Regions from separate parts of the Sus scrofa genome. Here region 2 is linked to region 1. The links are chromatin contacts, called in public HiChIP or PLAC-seq maps. All regions are on one chromosome and are shown on one strand. The core of a region is the stretch at or near the end of the contact, and the rest is flanking DNA. Distances in the headings are between cores, read along the strand shown. Region 1 holds the start of CORO6 (coronin-6). Region 2 overlaps SSH2 (protein phosphatase Slingshot homolog 2).

Region 1 (3,046 bases), core at 530-3,029:
AGGGGTCCAATTGGAGCTGCAGCCACTGGCCTACGCCAGAGCCACAGCAATGCAGGATCCGAGCCACGTCTGCAACCTACACCACAGCTCACAGCAATGCCGGATCTTTAACCCACTGAGCAAGGCTAGGGATCGAACCCGCAACCTCATGGTTCCTAGTCGGATTTGTTAACCACTGAGCCATGACGGGAACTCCAGGGAGCTTTTTCTTTTCTTTTCTTTTTTGTTGTTTGTCTTTTTAGAGCCGCACATGTGGCAAATGAAGCTTCCCAGGCTACGCCACAGCCACAGCAATGCCAGATCCGAGCCAAGTCTGCAACCTACACCACAGCTCACAGCAACGCCAGATCCTTAACCCACGGATCCTTAATCGAGGCCAGGGATCAAACCTGCATCCTCATGGATACTATCTGGTTCATTAACCACTGAGCCATGACAGGAACTCCAGGGAGCTTCTTCAAGGTAATTAAAGTTGAAGAAAGTTTAAGGGAAAAGTTCTTAGCCATCTCTAAAGTGCTGCTTCATTCGAGGAGCTAGGATTTGGGGTCTGACATCTTAGAGAACCAGGCCAGGGAGATGGTGGAGCCTGACCCAGCCTGAAAGCTTTCTGGAAATTAAAGTGATTTGGGGAGGAGCCTCAATTCCAGGCTGCCTTCCCACTGCCAGCCCTGGATGAGCATCACTTCACGGAAGTGGTTTATTTCCCAGAGGCACCTTGTCCAGAATCAGAGGCTTTGGCTTAAGGCCATCTGTTGGGCTAGGACTGCAGCCCCACCCCACCATCCCCCACTCCGGCCCCTGCCCCATCCTAAACAGCATCTCTGGCACAGGCGGATGGGGTTTTGCCTTTTTCTAAAAATTTGCTAAGGAGATGTTCCTCCTGTCAGCTAGCCTGAGTCCTTCCTGCTACTGTTTTCAAGAGTTTCCTCCCATGCTGTTGTGGGGACACAGGTAAGGGTGGCTCTCTTCTCCACTCCTCTCTGCACTGCCTTGTCTAAGAGGCCCTAACCATGATGTTCTGGCTTCTGCCTACCCTTCTTCATTTCCAGTTCTCCTTTGGGTCCTCTCTCCAACCAAACTCTCCCGGGGTGGGGTCCTTCACCTCCACCCCCACCAGGCCAGAATCAGATTTTCAGGAGTGGAGTAAGGAAGGCAGGTTGCCTTTTCTCCCGCTAGGGGCTCAAGCTAAGCTCTTCCTCAGGGGGCACATCGGGCTTTTCCAATGCCCCAGCCGCAGACTCCTGCCCCTCCCAGCCCCGGGCATCCCTGTGCCCTTCAAGCCGCTTCTGTGGCCCCCGGCCTTTAGGCCGGGCCTCCCCGCACCCTCCTCCTGCCTCCTGCCCCAGCTCTACGTTCTTGTGAGACGAGGTGTCTGTGCCCTGGGGGTGCGCAGGCCGCTGTCCGGCCAAATATAGACAAGAAGTCCGCCCCGCCCGGGACCGAATTTGGCGGCGGGAGTGTGGGGGGAGGGAGCGCAGACCTCTGTCCCTTCCAGACACCCCGCCCGCTCCGCTGGCTGCGGTGGCGGCGGTGGCAGGGGGGAGGTACCTGGTCCCGAGCCGGCCGAGGGGCGCTCACGCTGCGACTTCTCTGCGGAGGGGATTGGGGGTGCGCTGTGGACCGAGGGAGGCGTCAGGGCGCCGGAACTGCCTCTCCGGGTGTCCGCGGCGTCTGGGGCCCGGACGTTAGGCTGCGCACTCCGGCCGCTGCCTGCGACTCTCGGGGCCGGGCGCCGCTGCAGTCCCAGCTGCCGCTGCCATCAACCTGCGGAGGCGGGGCCTAGGGCAGGGGCGGGGTCGGAATGGCCCCGCCCCCCTCAGCGGCGGGAAAGTCGAGCGCCTCAGACTCCGCGCGGCCAGTCCGCTGGAGTCGGAGAAGCGTCAAAAGTAATTTTGTGTGTGCGCGCTCCTTCCCCTCGCTCCGCGCCTGCAGGGTGAGCTGGGGAGGCCCAGGATCCCAGTCCCAGACCTGGGCGCTGAGGGGGCGCGTTCCCCTTAGAGCCGGCAGCTAGGCAAGATAAGGTGCATTCGAGCTGCATTCTTGCTGCAGTCGCACTCCCAATTTAACGTGTACAAGCGGGCCAAGACTGTGGGACTACACGTCCAGACAGCCCTGAGGAGAGGTCCCTGAACATGCTCTGGGGGCCCTTGGATGAGGGTCTCAGCTGGCCCAGGGCAGCTGAGAGGGTACCCGACAGGGGGCTGTGAATGTTAACTGTTATCCTTGTTATTAGTGATAGTGACCTCTTGAGAACCTAAAACGCTGTCACTGTACTAGGCATTTCACCCTGTTGGAGAGGATTCCATGGAAGAGGGCAGAAAGCAGCCTAGAGACAGGGGGGTGGGGGTGGGGAAGAAAAAGACCAGCATTTGGGGTTAAAAGGAGGGATGGTGGTGGGAACCTCGAAGGCCCTCACAAGGCTCTTTTGTTTCTCTGGAGGAGGCCAAGCATTCAGTGGCTTGTGGGGGACAGAATCAGAAACTGTTACAGGTGCTCCAGAAATAATTAAAGCATTGTGGGGGCATAAGGGTAGATGAGGAATCTCCCTTTTATCTAAAAATTCCAGGCACATGATTAGGACGAAAAGACCTGAGTGACACAGTTGCTCCTTAATAACAATAGCTTACACTTACTGTGTGTTGATACTGTATTAAGGGCTTTACGCATTTAATTTTTTATTTTTATTTTTGGTCTTTTTGCCATTTCTTGGGCCATTCCCGCAGCATATGGAGGTTTCCAGGCTAGGGGGCGAATCGGAGTTGCAGCCACAGGCCTGCACCAGAGCCACAGCAACGTGGGATCTGAGCAGCGTCTTCGACCTACACCACAGCTCATGGCAACGCCGGATCGTTAACCCACTGAGCAAGGCCAGGGATTGAACCCGCAACCTAATGGTTCCCAGTTGGATTCGTTAACCACTGAGCCATGACAGGAACTCCGAGGGCTTTACACATTTTAATTCCATTCTGATAACAGCCTTCTGAGATGGGTATTATTATTACCTCTATTTTACAGATGAGGAAACTGAGGTTCAAAGAGGTTAAAT
Region 2 (3,443 bases), core at 841-3,340, 130 kb after region 1:
ATGCTTAAAGACGACATTTTTTTTTTCAGTACTCAGAAAGGTAAAATAAAAGCCACTCTTCTCATTCCCATCATCCTACTCCCAAGGATGGCTGTTCATATTTCCAGAAAATTTCCTTGCCTAAACAAACATTAATGTATTATAGCTGATCTTTAAGAAACACTCATGCATAATTATATTATACATATTATTCTGCTTTGTGCTCCCTCCCTTACACTATATCTTGGACAATCTTCCATGTTTATGAAGATTTACTTCATTCTTTTAAAGGAGTGCAGAGTACCCTATTTTACAATTACAAATAATTTATTTAAGTAGTCCTCTACCGATGGACATTTGTTTCCTGTCTTTACCATTACACACCCTATCACTATGAACATGCTTTCACACAATCTTTGGGCATACATGTGAATATATTTGTTGGATGGATACCTACAGGTAGAAGTGGTAGTTGGTTAAAATATTTTAAACATCCTAGGAATTGGCAGACATTATCAAATTGCCCTCCTAAAAAGGGTTTAGATTTTTACTTTCCCATGGAATCTTTGACTCTCTTCTAACACTGTGATCTATTAAATTAGCTCAGGGCCCAAGATTCCATTCTACATATATTTTACATACTACATTAAAAACTATATATATATACACACACACACTATATATATATATATATATATATATATATATATATGAGAAAATTACATTAAAACCTATATACACATATATATGTGTGTGTGTATGAGGAAAGTAAAACATGCTTAAGGAAACTAGGAAAATACACTAAATTATAAAAAAAAATTATGAAGAACTGTATTATAGATAATTGATTCCAAAGAATTAGACTATAGAAATATATACAGTACTTAAACTATTTTGAAGATAATATTTTTTTTAAAATCTTTTTAGGGCTGCACCCACAGCATATGGAGGTTCCCAGGCTAGGGGTCCAGTTGGAGCTTTAGCTCCCAGCCTATGCCAAAGCCTCAGCAACACGGGATCTGAGCTGCATCTGCAACCCGCACCACAGCTCATGGCAATGCCAGATCCTTAACCCACTGAGCAAGGCCAAGGATTGAACCTGTGTCCTCATGGATGCTAGCTGGGTTTGTTAACCACTAAGTCATGATAGGAACTCTGAATACAATGTAATTTTTAATTCAGAAGGTATTTTAAGATCTTGTTAGATGCTAATGCTGCAGAAGAAATTATAGGTGAATGAGCCAAATGTGGCCTAATACCATCAATGTTCTGGAATGAAGTGAGACAGAGATAGAAAAATGGGAAATAAATTTGGAAATAACAAAAAAATGGAATTTAGAGGAGCAGAGAAGTTCTTGAAAACAAAACTAATAACTGATATTTATTGCACTAACATTCACTGATCCTCTATTAAGAGTTTACACGTAGTATCTCAATTCCCACAAATAACACTATGATTCTATTATTATCTTTATGAGGCTCAGAGAGGTTTAATGATTTGTCTAATATAATTCAGCAGTATTTCAAACTCAGCCAGTTATTCTGGCTCCAGAACCTGTTTTGTTAATCAGTATCCTACACTGTCTGAATGATGAGGTGGGTTCACAACAGAACAGGTTAAGTCAGAAAAGGTCTATTGCCAACAGGAAGTACTCCTGGGGACCTTAAATATCTACTTTCTTGCACCTGGTGTTTTCTCCTCTACCTGATCCTAGCTATAGCTGGCAAGTCCTGACAATAATAGGGACCTAACTCAGTACTAAATATAGCAGTAAGATGATCTTTTGGCTGTTGTTTACCATCCTCTTGCTACCAGATCCCTTAGAACTCCGTACTTCAAAACTAATAGTCATCACAAGACATTTTCAAAAGCACTTATATCTATATATATTTTTTTGGTTCCCAAGTTTTGTTTTTTTTTAAATTTTACACAGCTCTTACATGAAGGAGGTATTTAATGTATTTGCGGATAATGACGGGATCCTCATCTCATTTGATTTTAATTTTTAAAATTAAAAAAAAATTTTAGGGCCATGCCCATGGCACATGGAGGTTCCTAGGGTAGGGGTTGAATCAGAGCTGCAGGTGCCAGCCTACACCAGTCACAGCAAAGCAGGATCCAAACCACATCTGCGACCTACACCACAGCTCACAGTAATGCCGGATCCCCGACCCACTGAAGGAGGCCAGGGATCAAACCCACAGCCTCATGGTTCCTAGTCAGATTTGCTTCCAGTGCACCATGATGGGGACGCCTCATATGATGTTTTAAATAAACATACTGGCTGGGCAGGGATTATTATTCTTTGCTACATTTAAAGAATAAGATGATCCAGTCTAATATCTGGGTGATAAGCTGAGAGTCTAGGCTGAGATGTGCCCAACTCATCCTGTCTCAGATCTACTCATCTAAGCTAATATGTGCCCAATTCAGTCTGTCAACATACTATTGACAGATTAACTATACTCAACTGGACTAATCCTGAACACCCATGGGCCAGGGACTTTGTTAGATACTGATTATCAAAACGAATAAGAGTTAAATACTTTATAATAATTCCCTACTTAAAACCCCCAAATAGTTCCTTACTCCCTTTCAGATCAAGTCCAATCTCTTCCTTATAGCCTTCATATCCTCCATAATTAAATCTAACTGTAACCCAGTCATTATTGTGTATTACCCTCAACTCCATCCCTTCTCCAATACAATCAGTGTAATTATTTTTTACCCATTCTCCCCAAACAAATCCTTGCTATAATTAGGTAGTTTCTGTGCTGTTCTCCTATATCCAAGTCTCACTCTCCTGTCTCTGTCCAAATTATTTCCACTCTGAGACCATCTTTATCCAAGCTTTCAGGTTATCCATGTAAAACATACTTTCAAGGCCTAGTTCAATTCTCAGCTCTTTCATTAATTAAAAGTTTCACAGTGTTAGTGTTTTCATATTCATCCTCATTTGATTCTCACTGCAATCCTGTGTATAGGTAAATAGAGCTAGTAGCTGGGATTATCCACTTCATTTTATTGATGAGGAAACTGAGGTTCAAAAATTAAGGGACGTGCTCAAGTTTACAGTGTTTACAGTGTTAGAATTTGAACTGAGGCCTTCCGATAGAGTCCAATGATCAATTCCTGGCTGATGGTATGCTGACACCTTTCTAACTCCTTTAGAATTTATAATCTGTATTTTTATTCAAGGTCTTATTCTCTATTTTATGCCACATAATTTATCTCTTTGCTAAAGCAAGTCATATAGTAACTCTCTTTTGTGGACTTTATAGAGTCTAGCACAGTGCTAGGCAAGTCGGCATCAAACATAGTCTGGTGGTTGATCCTTTTCCTGCACCCCACAATATTCTTCTAAGGGCTCTAGACAAGAATTTCCTGAAGGAACTAATATGTTAATGACAAAAGTTCTCTCTCCCTGGAAGCTCACTCCCTCACACTTGATAGGGGAAGAAAT

The links. HiChIP or PLAC-seq counts read pairs in DNA pulled down with a chosen protein or histone mark.
Region 2: an H3K27ac HiChIP or PLAC-seq map of skeletal muscle shows a contact between it and region 1. The contact joins the enhancer-like site here to the promoter of CORO6 in region 1. A contact is called at or near these places in 5 of 47 Hi-C or Micro-C datasets (blood, embryonic fibroblasts, omental adipose tissue and 2 more) and 2 of 2 datasets of contacts at active chromatin or transcription factors (alveolar macrophages and skeletal muscle).

What each region holds. Positions count from the first base shown.
Region 1 is chr12:45,812,815-45,815,860 of Sscrofa11.1, forward strand. CORO6 (coronin-6) reads right to left here and starts at 1,780. Exons shown (of 13, transcript XM_021067517.1): 1 at 1,549-1,780.
Region 2 is chr12:45,938,466-45,941,908 of Sscrofa11.1, forward strand. All of the region lies in intron 3 of SSH2 (protein phosphatase Slingshot homolog 2), which reads right to left. Among named protein-coding and RNA genes, the nearest start is that of CORO6, 130 kb to the left of the region's middle. Within about 2 kb of position 2,091, at least 2 of the 83 cell types and tissues checked have an H3K27ac peak or open chromatin away from gene starts, as enhancers often do. A contact at or near this core is called in skeletal muscle, where this site is marked.